Regions from separate parts of the Mus musculus genome. Here region 2 is linked to region 1. A link is a contact called in public HiChIP or PLAC-seq data. All regions are on one chromosome and are shown on one strand. The core of a region is the stretch at or near the end of the contact, and the rest is flanking DNA. Distances in the headings are between cores, read along the strand shown.

Evidence for each region. HiChIP or PLAC-seq counts read pairs in DNA pulled down with a chosen protein or histone mark.
Region 2: a contact with region 1 is called in an H3K4me3 HiChIP or PLAC-seq map of the 230-238 cell line, with 12 read pairs. The contact joins the promoter of Xpa here to the promoter of Trim14 in region 1. A contact is called at or near these places in 6 of 39 promoter capture datasets (embryonic stem cells, hematopoietic stem and progenitor cells, hippocampal neurons and 3 more), 6 of 484 Hi-C or Micro-C datasets (the Ba/F3 cell line, the N1E-115 cell line and embryonic stem cells), 2 of 115 datasets of contacts at active chromatin or transcription factors (the 230-238 cell line and pancreatic cancer cells) and 1 of 9 other capture datasets (liver).

Annotation. Positions count from the first base shown.
Region 1 is chr4:46,534,189-46,538,280 of GRCm38.p6, reverse strand. Trim14 (tripartite motif-containing 14) reads left to right here and starts at 2,140. Exons shown (of 6, transcript NM_029077.4): 1 at 2,140-2,401. The coding sequence starts at 2,201. It overlaps Coro2a (coronin, actin binding protein 2A), which reads left to right. Exons shown (of 12, transcript NM_001164804.1): 12 at 1-1,344. It overlaps Gm16731 (predicted gene, 16731), which reads right to left and starts at 2,380. Exons shown (of 4, transcript NR_151695.1): 1 at 2,218-2,380; 2 at 958-1,110.
Region 2 is chr4:46,193,495-46,197,683 of GRCm38.p6, reverse strand. Xpa (xeroderma pigmentosum, complementation group A) reads left to right here and starts at 1,373. Exons shown (of 6, transcript NM_011728.2): 1 at 1,373-1,635. The coding sequence starts at 1,464.

The DNA.
Region 1 (4,092 bases), core at 891-3,390:
TCCAGGCTAACAGGTTCTGACCCACATCGTCCATTAGCACCCCACTGGATGCACATACTGATGACCAGACCTGCCCACTAAAGCTGACCCTACAGTGGAGGGTACGGCCCTCTGAACAAGCTGCCTGAGTGGCTTCTGTTCATGGGAATGGAGACGCTTTTAGCTAGCATCCTACTGCTGTGTTGGCAATGGAAGCAGTACAAAGCTGACTCGCACACGACCACGTCACTCACCGTCGCTGGTATCTGCACACACCAGGGTCCTGTGCTCCTTGGTTTATTCTCCATCCCTACACTACACTGGGACTCTATGCCCGGCGATGAGCTAGCTATGCTCGCCTTCCTTGTGCTCCCGAGTATGGCAGGGATCTGGAGCTCCTGGGATGGCGCGCTCTCTCTCCTTTCATTTGTGACCAGCATGTCAGTCTGTAAAGCTCCAACCCCATGCTCAGAAGGCAGGAGGGCCACATAGTGAAGACACCAGCCCAAAACCACTGGCTGCCTCTTATGTGTGGCTAGGGGTGGGGTCCAGTGAGCTTCCCATCAAATCTCTGTACAACACCATCCCCTCAAAAAAAAGCTATCCCCACTGTAAGGGACCCAGACCCAGACCTCACATTCAGGAACAGGTCACAGGTGGCTATGAACAAAATTATATGTTGTTTCTTGTTCTGTTGGGTTTTTTTTTACATCTAGAATAAATTATTTAAATTATTTCATAGCAAGGGAGAGGGATATTTGTCATCTTTTTTTTCTTTTGAAGATTTTGTCATATTTTTTTAAGATTATGTTTTTATGTTCTTGGGCTAATGGAGCAACACTGCCCCCTGACACAGTGACCACCCAAGCAGCAAAGCCGCCCTCGGCTCCTTCCTTCTTGCCTTGGGAGCTTTCTTTCTGATGACTCAGGAACTTTGTGTGAATGAGGGAGAACGCTTGGAGATGAGCTTGTACCCACCTTAGCTCTACAATAATTCTGCTTCCTAGAACAAAACTTGAGGTTGTATCCCAGAGGGAAACGGGAATCAAGATACGGACCTATGCTTTTCATATGAAACCGTGCCTGAAGCCGTTTGAGTGATTGTTTGAATGTTTCTTAAATTCCTTGTACCTTTGTAAAAAAGTAAATAAAAAAATAATTAAGAAATAAAAGTTAAAATAGACACAGAATCGTGCAATGTAAGAATATGACAATCTACTGTGGGTGGTAATTCCTGCCTGTAATCCCAGTTCATGGAAGGCTGAGGCAGGAAGATTGAAAATTCCAGACCAGCTTGGGCAAAGGAGTCTAAGACTCTGCCTCAACCAAAATAATAATAAATAATAACACCAGACTCGATATTGCAATGCTTGGCGATTTCCTTTTTGTTAATTCGTTCTACAAGTACCAATTTAGCACTAGGTGTCTGGACCAGATGATACCGGACCAGGTTGGCAAACTGGTCAGTAAGGTCCGAATACCCTTGAAGTGCTTCCACTTGTGTTTGAGAGAATTCGTGAGGGGCAGGATGGGGCAGGGTGGTCAGGCGGCTGTGGGTGGAGAATGGACGCTTCCTGAAGAAGGAGATAAGCCACACCTCCATGTGATTGGGGGACAGTGAGCAGCAGCTATACCTTAAGCAAGAACTGCAAAATGCCCCGGCTAGAAACAGGGTGGGTCATTCACCCATCAAGGCAAGAGAAATCAGAACATCTTCAGGGCCTGGGGCTTTGAAGTTTTAGCCTGAAGATAATTGGGGCTTCTTGGAAGTATGTTCCAACTTCACCCCCACCTGCCCCCACATGGCTGACCATAGGGAGGAAGCACTACAGGAAAAGAACAAAATGAGGTGTAGAAAATGTAGGCCCTCTGGGCAGGCCACACCACCTACTACGCACCTCCGCAGTTTGCCAGAAGCCCAACATCATCAACAAGCGGGAAGCCAACCTTCCAGTGAGCCCATCAGTGCAAGCACCCGCGTTCCTATCTATAGTGACCTCCTCCTCCTCAAGGTGAGAAAGAGTGGAAGGATGCTGTGCCGCGGATCCAGCACTAGGTGGGACCAAGCATCAACTCTCCAGCAGGTCATCGCCCCTCCAGTTTGCCACTGGGAGCTGGGTCGCCCGCCCCGCCCCGCCCCGCCCCTCCCCGAGCAAGGTTTCGATTTCTGCACCAACCCAACCCGACCACACTGCACAGAGAACAGCGGTTGCCACTGAGAATGGCGAGCGAGACTACCGAGGCGCGGGCGCCCTTTCAGCCCGACGGGGCGTATGGCTGGCGCTGTCCGGAGCACAGCGAACGCCCGGCTGAGCTCTTCTGTCGCCGCTGCGGCCGCTGTGTGTGCGCGCTCTGCCCGGTTCTGGGTGCGCACCGCGGCCACCCGGTGGGCCTGGCCGAGGAGGAGGCTGTGCGTGTGCAGGTGGGAAGCCGCGAGGGCGTGCACCGCAGGTCTGGGCGGGCGGAGATTGAGCACAAGAGTAACCGTCAAAGGAGGGTCAAATCCCGTTAGGACAGGGAAACTAAAGGGGGACCCTGAGGTCCTCTAGATAGTAGACAGTAGGATCGGGAGGCAGAACCCTATGGAAGTGCAAAAGTTGCTCAAACCACCAGCGAAGCTTCCCAAGATTGGCTTGGGGTACAGGAGGCTCAAGCTGGTTAGTACTCACACGTTCTTTACCGCTTCTGCTAGGGCAACTCCCCAACCAGAGTCAAGGACGCGGGAGGGACGTTCGCCTAACAGAGCACAGGGGAGGATGAAGTTGGAAAATTGGGAGTTTACAGCCAACCTGTGATATGTAGAGAGACTATCTCAAAAGACCAGATTGTAGAAAAAGAAAACTGTATGTATGCGTGTGTTCCATGAAGCCTGGAAATGTCTCTGGACCCTGGAGTTCATAAAAGGCCATTCTGAACTGGGACCTGATGGCCTATGTTGTTTTGCTAAGTCAATAAGGTCCCTCTTCCTGCCTTGAATCCGGCTCCTCCCCCTATGCAAATACACCACTGTCCCCTCTCCCACCCCACCCACGGAAGAGGCTTGTTAATCACAGCCTTATCTTCTATAGATAACGAGAAAGCAGGACCCCCAGCCGGCTGCCCTGGCTCTGCAGAATCTATTCTCCTCTCTGCATTTGAGGAAGGCAAGCTAGCCAGAACCTTCTGAACCCCCGGGGCTGATTTTATGTTTATCTCCAAGAAGTCTTTGTAATTCTGCCCAAAGCACCTTCCTTTCTGCTCTCTCCTGACTTAACCACCCTTGACAAGACTACAACTCCAATCTGAATTGGGCCTGAGGGAGGACAGTCTGACTAGTGGAGTCCTGCCCCTGCTTCCAGAACCATCCTTCAGCAACTGTGAAATGACTGCTAATAAGGATCCTCAAATGCTGCTACTCGGAGACCCAAGGCTATGCGTCAACCTAGGCACCCTTCCTCTGTCTATCCACAGAGCCATTCCTTCATCAAGCACATACTCAGCACTCAGCGCCATGGCTTGTACCGTGAGCCAAGTCAGAAATCAGATCCTCGCCGCATCTGGATGAGTTAGTTGCCTGGTTGGTCAGGGGTAGGATAGTAGCACTGCAATGTACTACATATCATACTAGGGAGCCCAGGGTGGTGGCCAGTGAGAGCCAGAAAATAGAACTTGGGGCAGGAAGCCACGCAAGCACTTCCCCAGGGAAGTGCCATTGGGTGGACATGAGCTCTTCTGTCGCCGCTGTGGCCGCTCCGTGTGGGCGCTCTGCCGGGTTCTGGGTGCGTACCGCCGCCACCCGGTGGGCCTGGCCGAGGAGGAGGCTGTGCGCGTGCAGGTGGGAAGCCGCGAGGGCGAGCGTGCAGCGCAGGTCTGGGCGGGCGGAGTTTGAGCACAGGAGTAACCGTCAAGGAAGCGCTTTGAAGGGTAAATAGAATTTCATGGGATCAGGAGACAGAAATTCCAGTGGCTGGAGGTGGAGATCCTAAACCAGAGAGCTAGGGTATCCTTGGGCCAGCTTGAGCAATAGGTGGCTTAGATGTCCCAGATGATGAGTATGTGGAAGCTGAAGCCAAGGCTGACCCCCTTCCCTGCCCCCATTTACCACTGCGGCAAATGCTTGTTGGATGCTAACAT
Region 2 (4,189 bases), core at 124-2,623, 340 kb after region 1:
CTCTTCCTTTCTGAAGAGGGAGACTGCTTTGAGCTGAGGCGCCAGCTCACAGTTCAGACCTGGTTACCTGAAACTCTATCACAAAAAGTCCCTGAGCCAAAGGAGAGGGAGTTAACCTGGAAAGGAAGAACAAGTTGCCAAGAGTTTCAAAACACTGGGGCTCAGGACGCACCTGAGCCACACCCTGCAACCTGTCAGATTCGGTGCTTTGTGGGGGAGAGGATTCTGAGCACTGGCCACTCTCAGAGGTTATTTTGGGGGAGATCCTGTTACCTCATTCCCTCAGCCACCAAGCCAGAAATGTGCAGAGACTGTGGTGGTCATCACAGGTGCTGCCACTTAAGGTTTGGTGCTACCCAGGGGTGGGGTGGAGGTGGGGTTCTTTATAATTCTGGTGCTCAGATTCCCTGCTCTGGCCAGAAAATACATCCACAGAGTTGCACAATCATCAAGAGTGTCTAGTTCTAGAATTCTCATCACCTCAGGAGGCAGCCTCATACCTACAGAGGAGCATCTCCTCCTGGTTACTCCTTAGCTGCAAACTCTAGGAACCTCTGGACTGCTTTCTGTTATGGCGGGCTTGCTTATTCTGTGAGTTTCACATAAACATATGCATTTGTGAATGGCTTTTTCCTCTTAGAGTAACATTTTCAAAGTTCAGTCATGTCGTAGCATGGACCAGCGCTTCATTTTTCTCATGTTTGAAGAAAAATAGTTCATTGTATGGTAATACTATGCATTGTTTAGCCATTCAAAAGTTGATGGACATTTGGGTAGATTCCAGCTTTTGGTTTTCGGGAGCAGCTATGCTATGAACAAGCCCCCTGGCACATCGGTCCAAAACACGGGGAGTAACAATGTGCATTTCTTTTCCAAAGCCATCTTTGGAAAGATGGCTCACACAGGAGGAGTCACTGCCACATCACGTTTCCCCCACTGGATGAAAACAAGGGTTTCATTTGTGTATAGAATGGCCAGTCTGTTGTCATGGGGCTGTCTGGCTCTCCATGTGGCTATGGCTTTGGCTCTCTACCCATGGCCCGCAGCTGGGTTTGGAGCTCATACCACGTCCCACTTTTCTCTGTTGCCTTCCTGTTTTCTCATGCTTTTTAGCTGTCACACAGCCATTCTTTCCCAATGCTCTTTTCCATGTTCTCTTTACTTTTGGAGACAGGGTCTCATGTAGCTCAGGCTGGTCTGGAACACAGGGATGACTTTAAAGTCCTGATTCTCCCCCATCGCTTAGTCCGGATTGTTTGTCAACAAGTGCACTATCATCTCTTCCGCCACCACTCCTCGGCTGCGCAGGCGTACTGCCTCGCCCTTCATAGGCTTTTCCACCAGGACTCCTCGACTGCGCATGCGTAGCTCTTCTCCTTGCCTGGTGATGGAGTAGGGCCGGGTACTTGTGGCTCCGCTGTTCACCAACAATACGCGTTCCCTTCCTACGGAGTGTGTAGGCGATGGCGACGGCCGAGGAAAAGCAGACGTCACCTGAGCCCGTGGCCGCGGACGAGCCCGCGCAGCTGCCGGCCGCCGTACGCGCGAGCGTGGAGCGGAAGCGACAGCGGGCACTGATGCTGCGCCAGGCTCGGCTGGCTGCGCGGCCCTACCCCGCGGCGGCGGCCACCGGAGGTGGGGTCCCCTCCACGGGCGCGCGTAGGGCCTCCCTCCCGCGGGTTTGTGACCGCATCCCGGGCCTTCCCGCTGCGCCTTGGCCGCCCGCTCTGGCTCGGTGTGCGGGAACAGCCGAGCACGCCCGCGTCTCTGTGGTCCCTGGCCTTCCCTGTCGTGCCCTTTGCCCGGCACGTCTATGGTGCAGAGCTTTCAGCCTGCGCCGTCTCCCAGGCCAGCACCCAGCAGAACTGACCCTGACCCAGTCTTTTACATGGGCCGCGCCTTCCAGGGCTCAAAGTAGAATAACACTCGCAGAGCCTAGCACTTGGGAGTTACTCTATTGTATTCTTATGGACACCTTGGAAAATGGAAAGGGCAGGGCTTGGTAACCCTGTTTTACTGAGTGGCATGTTGCCCTGGGTTCATTTTGGCTATACTTGGCATTTTAGGGTAGCCCCTGTCTTGCTGTTTTCCGGTTTTAATGTCCGTTGTGCTTTAGGCTGCTGGTATTGCTCTTTGGAGTAATTCACCCGAGTTATTTCTACAAAAGTAATTTACTTCTTTTCAATCCCTCTTTCACAACTCCACTATATATATATATATGTGTGTGTGTGTGTGTGTGTGTGTGTGTGTGTGTGTATGTATATACATATATACATATACACACATATGTATGTATATATTTATATATATATACACACACATATGTGTGTGTGTGTTAAGTACTTGTTTTGGCAGCAGGTATAAATAATAATGCGTATATTTTATGGCTGTTTGTACCTTTAGACTTGCCATTGAATTTGATTTGTTGCTCTTGACCAGCAGAGCTGGCTTGTAACTAACTAGCTTAGATTTGAATCTTTCAAAATAAATCGAAAGCCCTTACTTACCATTTTGTAAAGTAAAAAGTACTTTTCATTATCTTTGTTGGTTATAGTGCAGATCTTGTAAGTCCGAAATTGCACCCTCAGTTTCTCATTATTTGTAGGCGGATGGACACTGTTGGATAAATGGCTTACCAATGTCCATCTACCTGCTGGCAACGTCTAGAGTCATGAGAGTTTCTACAACGTCAGACAGCCTGGCAAGTGCAGAGACAGTATAGTTCAGTTCCACACGAGAAGTCCAGAGCACTAGGAAAGCTAGAAGTAGCCGAAGTAGTAGCCTGATTGCTGGGCCTGTGACCAGAGCTGCTGGGGAGGCTGAGACAGGAGGATCTTGAGTTCAAGAACTGCCAGGGCTAGAGTTCCAGGTCGGCCTGAGCAAGTTAGGGAGGCCTGGACTCTGAAAACTAGGAGAGCCATGGATGTTTCTCAGTAGTCAAGTGCTTGCCTGGTGTGCTCAAGACCCTGGGTTGGAAAAAGAAAAATAGCCGAAGTTAGGCAGGGTCGGTCAGTCTACCTGGTAAGTGTTGTTGCCCTTGGAAGCAAGTGAGTTCCGTATCTCGTTTGAACGCCCTGCCCCTCATTTCACTCACCAGCCTGGGGAGAAAGGGCTTTCTCCTTCAGAGGTTTATACCCTGGTGTGAGTTTTAACCCTTGGGCTTTGGCAGTTTTCCCTTCCGTTTGCCGTTTTCTGTTTGTCACAGGGAATCACTTCTGCTCCTTGCTTCTGCGGCTAGGTCCTCAGGGCGCTTCTTAAAGACACTTCCCAGCTAGGCTTATCCTGTTTGCTCACTTTCAGGTCTAGTTATTCTAATCCTCTTAAAGTGTTTTTTTTTTTTTTTTTTTTTTTTTTTTGACAAGTGTCTAGTATAGAATCCTCGGAGTAAATACTAGTTATCACCACAATCCTTTCTGCTAGAGGCTGTTGTCCCCCTGTCCTCCCAAGCCTTGTGTAGAAAGGAATTGCCAAAGCAGGGTTGGAACCGGCTTAAGGTTCTCCTTTGGCTGCTATCTAGAAACTTGGGATTTGGTGTGTTTCCACTCTTCCGACCTGGCGGTTTACTGTAGCTATATAGTAGGTAGAATGTGATGTGTGCTGTACACCTGGGTAGCTCTCCGGAAGTCGGGCATTTGGGGCTGGAGGATGGGGAAGGAAGCTCCCATATTGGAACTCCTTTAGGTCTGCACTTGCCTGGTGTGTCCTTTGACTTGACTTTTCATTTGTATTTAAAATCCTTCACAAATGATTAGCGAATGTCAGTGAGTTAGGTTCCCAAGTTGTGTGTATTGCTGTAGAAGGTTAATTACAGCCAGGGAAGCAGTTTTGGAAACCTGATTTATAGCCAGTCGATAGCCAGGCTAACTGCAGCCTGGTCTGCAGTTAGCATCTGAAGTTGGGCAGTCGGGAACTGAACCCTCAACCTGTGGGCTCCGACTCCCGGTAGATGGATGGCATCACATTGGAAGTAGAGGGCACCTGGCCAGAATCACTGGAGAAATGCTAGGGGTGTGGTGTCTGTTGAGTAGTGTTGAGTGGTTTGTCCTGGAGCTAAACCTCTGATGTGCTGGGAGCGTTGGGGATTGGTGTAGGTCTGTTATAGCCATAGGAGTGATCTTTGAAGGCCCCATTTCTTTATATACAGCCAAGTGCGTTCCCCCAGGTGCATCCCAGCGTTCTGCGTTGTCTT